2 separate regions of the Mus musculus genome follow, and region 2 is linked to region 1. A link is a contact called in public HiChIP or PLAC-seq data. All regions are on one chromosome and are shown on one strand. The core of a region is the stretch at or near the end of the contact, and the rest is flanking DNA. Distances in the headings are between cores, read along the strand shown. Region 1 holds the start of Tex22 (testis expressed gene 22). Region 2 overlaps Mta1 (metastasis associated 1).

Evidence for each region. HiChIP or PLAC-seq counts read pairs in DNA pulled down with a chosen protein or histone mark.
Region 2: a contact with region 1 is called in an H3K27ac HiChIP or PLAC-seq map of embryonic stem cells, with 5 read pairs. The contact joins the enhancer-like site here to the promoter of Tex22 in region 1. A contact is called at or near these places in 11 of 39 promoter capture datasets (the 3T3-L1 cell line, cranial neural crest, embryonic stem cells and 7 more), 15 of 484 Hi-C or Micro-C datasets (CD4 T cells, CD8 central memory T cells, Th1 cells and 8 more), 9 of 115 datasets of contacts at active chromatin or transcription factors (CD8 T cells, double positive thymocytes, embryonic fibroblasts and 2 more) and 4 of 9 other capture datasets (adipose tissue, embryonic stem cells, liver and 1 more).

The regions. Positions count from the first base shown.
Region 1 is chr12:113,073,121-113,075,825 of GRCm38.p6, forward strand. Tex22 (testis expressed gene 22) reads left to right here and starts at 1,382. Exons shown (of 3, transcript NM_001361919.1): 1 at 1,382-1,739; 2 at 2,124-2,316. The coding sequence starts at 2,161. It overlaps Pacs2 (phosphofurin acidic cluster sorting protein 2), which reads left to right. Exons shown (of 24, transcript NM_001081170.1): 24 at 1-1,281.
Region 2 is chr12:113,113,863-113,116,670 of GRCm38.p6, forward strand. All of the region lies in intron 2 of Mta1 (metastasis associated 1), which reads left to right. Among named protein-coding and RNA genes, the nearest start is that of Mta1, 17 kb to the left of the region's middle. Within about 2 kb of position 1,484, at least 11 of the 459 cell types and tissues checked have an H3K27ac peak or open chromatin away from gene starts, as enhancers often do. A contact at or near this core is called in embryonic stem cells and trophoblast stem cells, where this site is marked.

The DNA.
Region 1 (2,705 bases), core at 132-2,631:
TGAACAGGGTCTATTTGTCCTGGATAATAGGTCCCCAGGTCCCTGGGTCCAGGGCTTCTTAGTGGAACTCCTGGTGAGGTATTCTCTGAAAAGATCTTGTGCTGAGTCAGGCCACTGTAATCCTTGGAGCCTAAGAGCCTAGTTTACCTGCCCCTTGTGTTTTTTCCCAAAAGTCAACCTTCATATGAAACATTTGACCTAGATTTCTAGCCTTGAGGCCACAGGGGTTCAAGCTCTTGCCTGAGGGCAGCCCTTTTCCAGAACCTTCCCCTGTACATACGTGCTCCTTCCTTGACTGGTTCCAGGGGTCTGACTTTACACACACAAGAGGAAGGTGTAGGCAGCGTCTTTGTCCCACAGCTGGCCCAGGGTGGAGTCAGGAAAGCCTAGCACCTGAGCACCATACACCTTCCCCCCAACCCCCACCATGGCAGTGCTAGGTGCAGACCTAGACAGCAGTCCTTCCTCCCTGTGCCTCACTCCCCCAGTGGTTAGAGAGATGGTCCATTTTCCTTGCCTACCTCATGGAGCTGTAATGAGAAGTCATGGAGAAGCACTTTGTCCCTTTGAAGGATGACACCAAAGCCCCCCTGACAGGCAGTGCAGTGGTACGAACCGCAGAGTGTGTTTGCATCCGAAGCTCTGAGGCATCACCCTCAGAGCCTGCCAGTCTTAGAGGTCCCTGTCAAGCAACACCAGTTGCCATTGCTCATTGCTGTCAGTTGGGGGCCCTGCCTCTACCTTCAAGTTGGTTCCTGCCACCACCCTCTGAGTACGCAGCTCAGTATCACTGTAAAGGTACCAGTGCTGGGAGGTGGGGGTGGGGAGGCGTGGGGAGGCGGGAGGCTCAGCCCTGAAGCAATGGCTTGCCCTAGCCTTATCCTGCAAGCCTCACTTCTTCCTCTAGCCTCCATCTCAAATGAATTCCGCATAAAAACGTCCTGGCACTTCTCCCCAGGGCCAGGGTACTTGCTCCCTAAATCCCTGTGCCCTTCAGAGACTGCTCTGTCCTGGAAGGGGGCCAGCAGAAGCTGACAGCCTTGCGTGAGGATGACTCCGTTCGCTTCTGCAGACTGCCCAGCGCGCTGTGACTGATTTCTAGAGTGTGTATGTTGCTAGTTTTGTTTTTGTTTTTTTAATAAAAAGCAGGATTCATGTAAATAGCTTTTTTTGGGAGCAGATACTGATCTGTCCCATGCGACCATGTGGACGATTTCAAGGTGCTGAAGCGACACTAATAAACTGACGGCGCTCAGGCCGCCCACTGCTGTGATTTCTCTGAATGTGTTGGGGCCATGCGGCTTGAACGCTGGGGCGCACGCGTGGAGGGGGCGGAAGCGGCCGCGGAGGGCGGGGTCTGTAGGACGGAAGCTCCGTCCCTCTTCCCTAGAGCTCTGTCCTTGGATCCAGCTTTCTCAGGCTGGTGCTGAAGGTCCTAAGTCAGCCTCACCAGCCAGCTCTGTTTACCTGGACCCACATGAGCGTTCACAGGCCACACGACCCTCCACTCCCTGTGCAGACCCTTCTGAGCCTGGGCTCACCGGCTGATCCATTGTCAACCGGAGCTCATTAAGCCCCCCTCATCTGTCCCGGAGCCTACAGAGCCCTTCCCAGAGCCCTCTGGGCGAGCTCTGCATCCGCGTGGGAGCGGGTGACCCAACTCCCACATACCTTCACTGCTGCCCTTAACTGACTTCCACAGTTCATACCCACGGAGAGGGTGGGAAATGAGAGCTCAGGTTGGCGCTGAGCCTGGGCCTTGTGTGGTAGGGTTGTCCAAGACAGGAGGAGGCCTATTGAGGGTGGGATCCTAGGACTGAAGAGCTTGTCAGGACCGCAGAAGGAGCGCCCCCTGCGAGGAAAAGCAGACCAGGTGGTTCGGTGAGAGCAGAGAAGGCTAGGCTAGCATCTATTTCTAGGCTACTGCTGTCCCTGGGGGGATGCTGGTGCGGAGGATAATGGCCACAAGACCTGGGAGAGAAAGTCACAAGGGACCCCGCTACTCGGCAAGAGTAGTCACTAGGTAGAAGGCGGCCCCAGCAGGGCCTGCCATCATCTGCTTTAGGGATCTGCCGTGGCAGCAGGAACCCTGCTCAGTTCCCTTCCTGCACCTTGCCCCACAGCCCTAGTCGAGGGAACTGCAACCTGCTGTACTTAGAGATGGACAGCAGGCAACAGCGCCCCCAGAGGAAGACGCTACAGTGGCAGCTTGCTCAAGAGCAAAGACAACAGTCACCCCCACAGGGGCTTGCCGTGGCCTCCAGCCAGCCAGACACCAAGAGCAAGCCTCAGGACGACTTGCAGACCCAAGACTGGGTAAGCAGTTAGGAGAGTCTTCCGAGAACCCAGGCTTTTAGGTGGACTGGTTGGAAAGGGACACCGAGAATGGGCCTCTGGGACAAGAGGAAAGGACTGAATGGGACTGGAGGAAACATTTAGTTTTTAGGGCTTGCTTCTCCAACTACTCAGGCTAGGCTCGGAGGTAGACTTCCTCTGGTGGACACCAGGCAGAGAGAGGTCGCCTAAGGTCAGAAGGAGTGTGCCACACATACCCACATCAGCTCGTGCAGTGTCCCTGACCCCTGCTTTGAGGTCCCTCCAAAGGTGACAACTGTCCTGCAGGGCTGACCAGTAGCCCCTTCCGCTTTCATAAGGCAGGGCATTCTAGATGGTAAAGATGCTAACGTGTCATCTCTTGGGAGAGG
Region 2 (2,808 bases), core at 234-2,733, 41 kb after region 1:
AGTGGCTGGAGCTCTCAGTTTGAGCCTAGGCTCTTCGTTCACACATTTCAGTTGCAGAAACTTGGACATGAGCAAACAGGCTTATAGAGGAGTATCCCAGCTGCAGTGAGTGACCAGGTCTGTGCCTGTGTCCCCTGCACCCTGCAGTGAGCAGCTGCAGAGAGTGGCCAGGTCTGTGCCTGTGTCCCCTGCACCCTGCAGTGAGCAGCTGCAGTGAGTGGCCAGGTTTGTGTGCCCTTTTGTGGCCTCGAACTCAGAAATTCGCCTGCCTCTGCCTCCCAGGTGCTGGGATTAAAGGCATGCGCCCATGCCCGGCTAACTCCATCTTTTTGATTGACAATCTAGCATAAGCCTTGCCCACCTCACAGCCAAGTGCAGAGGACATCATATTGGGATTGTGAGTCAGGCTGGCAGGCCCAGTTGTAGACCAGCCAGCCTTGCTGTCTCTCAGGGTCAGACCTCTGTTGCAGGGTGGGGCTCTTGTCTGGGCTTGTGTTTTGACCTTGGCCTTGGACCTCTATAGTGGCTTGCCTTGACTCTAGTCTGTGTGAGGGACTCTAGGTTTCACTTTCAATGTGAGATTAACAAAGCTGTAACACTTGCCCGATATCACTGGATGCCAATCACAGCCAGCATGGTCGACACACATGAAATTGTCTCAAGACCCTGCTACAGAACAGACAAGTATCTTCTGTGATGAGAAAGAAACTCCTGGATTCCAGCACAATGGTTACAGCTATTTTCAAGCTAGTGCTGCCAGCAGGACACAGACCCTCACCCCTAGAATTTAGGAAAGGAACGCCAAAGCTGTATATACAGGCACAGGGTAGGACTCCAGTGCCCACCCAGGTTATGTGAGGGGAGGAAGTACGATGTCCACCATGGCAGTTGACCAAACTCAGAACAGCTTGGAACTTGACTGGCCAGAGCCCTACCTACCCTAGGCTAGAAGAGTAGGCGCTACAGTTGAGGCAAGGTCCCCCCACCCCCACCCCGGGGTGCAGGAAGGTGACAAGGAGCACCTGCTGGGAGTTGAAGCACAAAGTCGAGCAGATGTGTTCCTTACCCCACGCCCAGTGACTGATGATGCCGCAACACCCGGGACTCAGCTTTTCAGCTTTCTGACGCCCACTTTGGGCGACAGGATGAGATGTTAGAGAAGGCAGGTTGATGCAGATGTGAGTATGGAGGGAAGGGGCCTCCAGAGGAGGAGACAGTACGAGCATGTGCTGTGCCAGAGCTCAGAGGGAGGCTCTCACAAGTGACAGAGAGGATGGGGGACAGCTGAATAGCCTTTCTGAGAAGTGGGACAGGAGTGCAGAGACCAGGACACAAGTCAGAAAGCCCAACGCCCACTTAAGACAAGACCTGCCATCCGGTAGGCAGGACTGAACATTGTCATTCAAAGAGAAAGAGGGTGGTGAGTAGTATTGTCCCTGTAGAATCACTTGCAAGGCTGCCCTCTGGGCACACCTGTAGGGACTTATCTTGATTATGTTAAAGTGAGAAGACTCGGCCACGCCCACTGCTGGCGGCACCATTCCATTGCTGGGATCCTGGACTGTGTAAATGGAGAAAGGAGAGCTGAGCTGTAGCATCGAGCTCCACTCTGCTTCCTGACCGTGTGACTAGCTGTCTTAAGCTTCTAGTACTGTGGGACTTCCCTGCCACTGCGGATTGTAACATGGAACTACGAGCCAGACTAAGTCCTTTTCTCCCTTAAGAGGAGTTACTTCTGTCAACTAACTTAGCCACAGCAACAGGAAGAGAAATAAAGGCAAGAGTATAAATGTGGAAGAACATTGAAATACTTGTTGAGGAAACGTCCTGGGCTGTGTGCAGAGTGCGTTCTAGCTACTGTTAGAGCCTGAAATACTTGTTGAGGAAACGTCCTGGGCTGTGTGCAGAGTGCGTTCTAGCTACTGTTAGAGCCTGGAATACTTGTTGAGGAAACGTCCTGGGCTGTGTGCAGAGTGCGTTCTAGCTACTGTTAGAGCCTGGAATACTTGTTGAGGAAACGTCCTGGGCTGTGTGCAGAGTGCGTTCTAGCTACTGTTAGAGCCTGGAATACTTGTTGAGGAAACGTCCTGGGCTGTGTGCAGAGTGCGTTCTAGCTACTGTTAGAGCCTGGGGAAGGCTGGACCCAAGGGGCTTATTTTGCGGGACTTACTGTGAGTGAGTACCCGGTATGATACTTCACCATAGTGACATCTCACAGACACAGGGGCCGTAGAAGGATGGTCTGAGCACAGGAAGGGTAGCGTTCTGTTGGATGAGGCTCTGGGTGTCCACAGACTGTGCCAGTGTGAGTGAGTGAACAGAACAGGGCTGATAGAAAGGACGACAAGACAGACAGTCACCTTGTGTAGGACTTAATTTATGCGTCCCCCACTCAAGGTGGGAAAGCCAGTCAGGGTTATAACCTTACATAATTGCAACATTATTATATTATTATTAGTTTTTAGACAGGGTTTCATGGTGTAGTCCTGAATTGCTGGAATTCACTATATAGACCAGGATGGTCTTACACACAGAGATCTGTCTGCTCCTGCCTCTCAAATCTCACTGGGATTATAGGTATGCCTTGCATTATTTATCATTTATGTGAACCCTGACAAGTTGTTTAATATTCTCTGCTAGTGCCAGCATGCAGCTTGTCACAGGAGTTCAGGTTGGGACGCACAGTTGAGGTTCCTGTTGGTGCTGTGGGTCTCCAGTGCTGGCCGCCCAGTGGAGGGAGGGCAGTGTTGGAGCCTGGGGTAGAAGGGAAGGAGAGAAGTTGCAGTCTGTGTCAGGGCTGTCCTTAGG